Regions from separate parts of the Columba livia genome. Here region 2 is linked to region 1. The links are chromatin contacts, called in public Hi-C maps. All regions are on one chromosome and are shown on one strand. The core of a region is the stretch at or near the end of the contact, and the rest is flanking DNA. Distances in the headings are between cores, read along the strand shown.

Evidence for each region. A called contact is a pair of places that touch in the nucleus more often than the background predicts.
Region 2: a contact with region 1 is called in a Hi-C map of liver, with 3 times the contacts expected there. The contact joins the enhancer-like site here to the promoter of SSC4D in region 1. A contact is called at or near these places in 2 of 2 Hi-C or Micro-C datasets (crop and liver).

What each region holds. Positions count from the first base shown.
Region 1 is chr20:6,238,992-6,241,700 of bColLiv1.pat.W.v2, reverse strand. It overlaps SSC4D (scavenger receptor cysteine rich family member with 4 domains), which reads left to right and starts at 1,342. Exons shown (of 10, transcript XM_065037351.1): 1 at 1,342-1,459. The coding sequence starts at 1,342.
Region 2 is chr20:6,272,832-6,275,540 of bColLiv1.pat.W.v2, reverse strand. The region is part of intron 6 of DTX2 (deltex E3 ubiquitin ligase 2); the gene reads right to left. Among named protein-coding and RNA genes, the nearest start is that of POLR2J, 25 kb to the left of the region's middle. Within about 2 kb of position 1,355, at least 1 of the 3 cell types and tissues checked has an H3K27ac peak away from gene starts, as active enhancers do.

The DNA.
Region 1 (2,709 bases), core at 93-2,592:
GGGAGCCCACCCAGTCAATGGTCTTGAGGGACTGGGTGGACACAGCACTGGCACATGGCCCCACCTGGGTGCTGTTCCCACCCTGTGCCTCTGCATCAGAAAACCAGGAGGAACGAAAAACTGGATGAGGCATTTCCTCGATGGGGTGTTTGGTCACCAATACCCCATAGTTCACTGTCCTTTCCCCAGTTTCTCACCATCAGGAGGTGCCTCAAGCAGCAGCAGATGGTGCCCATCCCTCCAAGACATGTGCCTGGTGTAGGCTGGACGGATTAATTTTAGGGCTCTGCTTAGCTGAGATTTACAGCCTGGCTTTAGAGCCAGCGTGTGAAAGCATCCTCACGATGGCACTCCTCCCCAGCACACACTGCCATCCCAGTGCTGCTGGCAGGTCGGCTGCTGGGAGCACTGGGGTGCTGCTCTGGGTTCTCAGAGGTGTAACGGGGAGCAGGATCAGCCCCCATCCCACTCCACAACAGGGCAGGAGAACAGAGCTGGAAATCCACTGCTTTGGCAGTAATTCCTGAAGGGAACAGTAAACTAAGGGGAAATGGCATCTTGTGATATTTAATCTCCTCCTCACTTTCTGCCTGACATTCCCAATTGCTTTCCATCTTGTCCCCATGGCATTTGCATCTCCATCTCCCAGGTGAATGAGGTTGTCCCAGCAGACCCCAGAAATTTCTGTCTTCCTGCAGAAATGCCTTTCCCTGCTTTTTCCCTCAGGATGAGAGAGTGGAGACAAGGGGGGTGTCTGGGTAAAGCCCCCAGGATGGTTTAGGAAGTGCCTTTCACGTTTCTGCTCCTTCCCAATGCTGCCTGGATTTAATGCGTGTCCCACTTTGCCCATGTGTAGTAGGGGGTATATGGCATGTTTGTGCTGTGGGGTTGGCTTGTAACCTCGTGCAGGTGTAACAGGAGGACAACCTCCATTTGGATGCAAACAGGATGGTTCCCTGAACATCCTGAGGGCTGAAGACCCTGGGTGAGACCACCAAGGCCCAGCATCCAGGTGTCCTGGTGGGTCTGGGGTCCAAACTTCTGCCTATACAGTAGCCCAGCCCTGAGGTTCTTGCTGCTTCCAGTTTTGTCTCATGGCTGGGATGTGGCCCTGCAGCTTTCTCTTACCACTCAAAAAAACATCTCTTGTTCTCAATAAATACAACCTGGGCTATTTTTCATGTTGTTCCTGGCCACTGCTCCAGCAAGTGTCAAGGAGGGACTTCTCTGCAGGTCCTGCATGGCCTGTCATGGGGCAAAGGCTCTCCTGGCCCTCACCAACACTGCTGTCTGCGTGTTTCAGGGACAACCTCCTCTGGACACCCATCTGTGGGAACAGCGATGGGACTCGGTCCCCACCCGGCCAGCCGGCACAGCGCGGGGACACCAGACATTGGGGTGCTGCCCCTCTCCCTGACGCCAGTCGCGCTTCTCCTCTTCCTCCTCCTTGGCCCCACCGGTGAGCTCCTGTATGGTGTGGTGGGCAGCGGGAAATGAGGAGTGTCTTGACATCTCCAACAGCACTGAACATGCATAGGGATGGAGGGAGCAAGTTCAGCTCCTATCTTGTTTGGTAGGACAAGGGTTGATGGTTTTAAATTAAAGGAGGGGAGATTCAGGCCAGACATGAGGAAGAAATTGTTGACACTGAGGTTGGTGAGAGCCTGGCCCAGGTTGGCCAGAGAGGTGGTGGATGAACCATCCCTGGAGACATCCCAGGCCAGGCTGGATGGGGCTCTGAGCAACCTGAGCTGGTGAAGATGTCCCTGCCCATGGCAGGGGTGGCACTGGGGGAGCTTTGAAGGTCCCTGCAACCCAAACCTTTCTGTGATTCTCTGATTCTGTTACATCGGTCCCGAGTCACTACTGGTAGGAACTGTCTGGCTTGGCTGGGAAATGTGTAAATCCAAACTGGAAAAAGCCATTTGCTCTCAAATGAGGGTCCACACAAGCACAGCATAATTATCCTGGCATGACTTTATTAGAGTAATTACAACCAGGTGGTTGGTAAAACCTCACTGCCTCAGCAAAGCCCTGTCAAGACAAAGCCAGCCCCAAAACAGGCAACTAAGGTGTAGTCAGACACCGTAATTGGATTAAATCAATTTTTACAGTTTCTACCCTCTCAAGTGGTGCTTCCCATACCCCCGACCTGCTGGTGACCTCCAGGGCATGGGGACCCCAGGAGGACCCTGATGGCTCTGCCACTGTCCCCTGAACCACTGGGCTCTCCCAGTTCTCTTCATTAATGGGCAAGGCTAAGTTACAAATGAAGGGTAATTTATCCTCCCATTTGGTGGTTTAATTTAGCACTATGACCTGAAAGGGATGGTGTTTACTCTGAGCTAGTTCCTGCTTTTCTCTTGGCTTTGTGAAGCTGGATCAGAGGAACGTGGAGGGCTCACTCTCTTCTCCAAAACTGCCGGTTTACCCATTCCTCATTAATGTAGACACACCAGGCATATTTTTTTAGGTCTCTCTTGACTTTGCCGGAGGATGCTCTCAAATGAATATTTCAGAGTTTTGATTTTGACTTAAAGGGAGATGAATATTGAATATTTAACAATGTCCTTTTTATCTGCCGCTTTTTCAGCACTGGAGTGGACTAGGTGTTAAAAATCAACACAAAACAGGATCAAAAGCTCTTCCTTAAAAGCCTCGCGTCTCCACGATTTTGGTATAGAGGTGATCTGAACCACTTCTCTCCTG
Region 2 (2,709 bases), core at 106-2,605, 34 kb before region 1:
ATAAAATAAGCATTAGGCCAAAGAGCAACACGAAAGTAGGCGTTTTCCACATCAGGGGTGTGTCAAAATCCCCTGGAAAAGCATTTCCAAGAACTGCCACAAGAGGAGCAGGAGACAAACAGGAGCCTGGGCAAGCCCCAGCCTTCCAGCTCCCAGGCCAGGAGCTCAGGAGCTGCTTCAGGGGCTCATCGGCAGACACCACTGGGGATGCAGCTCTTTGCCTTTTCCAGAGGTGAGAGGTGGGAATCCTCAGCTGGGACCTTGCTCCTACGCAGCGGATCACAATCTGCCGCCAGCACAGACCTGCAAGGGGACGCAATGGGTCTGAACTGTCTCAGCTCAGTGCTCACTGCACCCAAAGGTCTGCTGGCTGTGTGCTCCATGATGTCCCTACTCCAGCCTGGCACTTCCCATGCAGGACAGTTGGAACCAGGCTCTGGCTTGCAACCACCAAAGACCTACGCAGTCACACAGGAGAAAGAGGCTTCAGCTGCTTCTGCTCTGCAGGTTTTGGGAAGCCCCATGTGAGCAGGACTTTCTGTTACCCGCCGTGACTCCATCCACTTCCACAAGTACCTGACTGTGATGGCCACCACGTTCTCACTCCTGAGGATCTCGTGCTGCCTGCCAGACTGAGCACCAAGTCCTTCTAGACCGTGTTTTCCAGGTGGCTCTTTTTGAAGCGACCTTCTTGTCTCCTCTGGCTACGGGCTGGAGAAAGCAATGCCAAAAAGATGCACAGACAAGGTGGTGAAGACAAGTGAGAGAAGCGAGAAGGTGTGTTACACCAGCAGCAACACCCGCCCGGGACTCGACAGAACATCCCGGTTCACCTGCACTGCAAATCTGAGCGGCTTTAGAGAAATTTGCCTTGTTTGGGACAGCAGAGGACGCTCCTTCATTTCTCTTGCTGTTGACTTTCCTTTGTAGCAGCTCAGAGGAACAAAGAGATGACTTGCCCAAGAACTGGCCAGGCTCATTTGAATCAAATCAATGAAGGGAGACAAAAAACCCAGTGCAGAGCTGGGTAAGAGTGAGAATGAGAAAGCTCTCGCAAGGTCTGTGGGGTACAGCAGGGATTTCAAGCAAAGCAAATGGCATTACACCACCTCAGCAGCTGGCATTGGGCCGGAGCTGCGGACAATCAGGCAGAAAAGGGCGATGCAGCTCTCAGCCATCCTTAGGAAACCCAGGCCTGATGGGTTTGCATTGTGGCATCTCTGGTCTGTTCCTGTCACTTTGCTGTGATAACGCTCTGATGCACTTATATCCACCAAGCTGTCTGGGGGAGCCCAGACACCTTAGCAAATCTGTCCCCAGCTGCAAGTGCTTCATTGTCCAGTCCCAAGGAAGCCTTTTGATGCACAGAACTTGGTTTCAGCAATGGCAGCAAGCCCACACAGCCTTCCTTGCCTCTGAAGGGAGGCTCTTCTGCGGGCAGAACAGCACATCTGGCAGGCCAGACCACAGCTGGAAGGCAGCTGGGAGACACGGCACCCACCACCAGCCACATCTGCTCCAGCACATTAATCGCTTCCTTACCGGACCATTCGCTCCCTAAAAGTGTTTGCCTCCAAATCTTTGTTCTAGCCATCCCTTGGGATCAAAGCCTGTTTTGATGATCCAACAGTTTTCAGGATTCAATAGTGAATTGAAAATGCAACAGCAGAATCGACTGATGCTTTTTATCACCGGCTGGCCGAATGCTGTGCTATTGATTTATCTGGGATGTGAAGGAATGTTTACCATTCTTTCATTTACAAAGAGAGGAATAACGATTTTTTTAATGCTTCCCCTTCCTCCCTGTACATAATAAGTTGCTTGCTGAAGCAAGGGCTTTCCACGGGCAACATCTGACAGATGTGTTTCAAATCCTTGCAGCAGCAACATGCCTCCTTCTGTATCCCAAAATGAGCCATATGGTTCGCAGCAGACTCTTTTTTTGATACCCTATGCATACCAGACACAGGTTGTTTCTAGTTATTGCTACGGGCACCCATGTCTCATCACCTCTGGACCCGCAAAGGTTGGACCTCCTGGCCTCAGTCCCCAAGAGGGCTGTCCAGAGATTAGGAAGGTGAGAGGAGATTTGGTGTTAAAACCAGGTTTCTTCACTTTTAGCATTAAAGAGCATCCCAGTTATTACAGCCTGTCTCCTTCAGCAGCCGTCCCCCATGGGAACAGAGAGTTCCCCCCAATTCCATGGGGTTCCCCAGTCCCACCCATCCCATGGGTCTGCAGATGGACAGAACATAAGAGGAGCAATCAGAATCAGCTGGGATTACACCCCCCATCCAGCCAGATCCCATCCTGGACAAGCATCCTCACCTCCACGACCACAGCATTCCACACATGACTGCCCACCCCAGAGAACACACGCAGGGAAACCTCCAAGCCAGGGGAAAACTGCATACTGATCTGCACCACAGACATCACTGCCAGAACAGCAACAACGGTAATGAGTCCTGACTAATTAGTGCCTTTATTTAATATAACCCAGCTAGTCACCATGCTGGCTGCAATTCCAACAATGCCGCCTCGACCTGCCTGCGGTCAGCGTTCGCAGTGGCAGAAAGGAGCAAGCAGGGGTACACTGCACCCACCACCAGCTATTTCAGCACCAGTCTGGTGTAGGCAGCTCACTGGTGGCCTCCTGGGCTCACAGCTCTTGCTAGAACTGTGATGGAAAAACCCGGAGGAGTGTGGGAA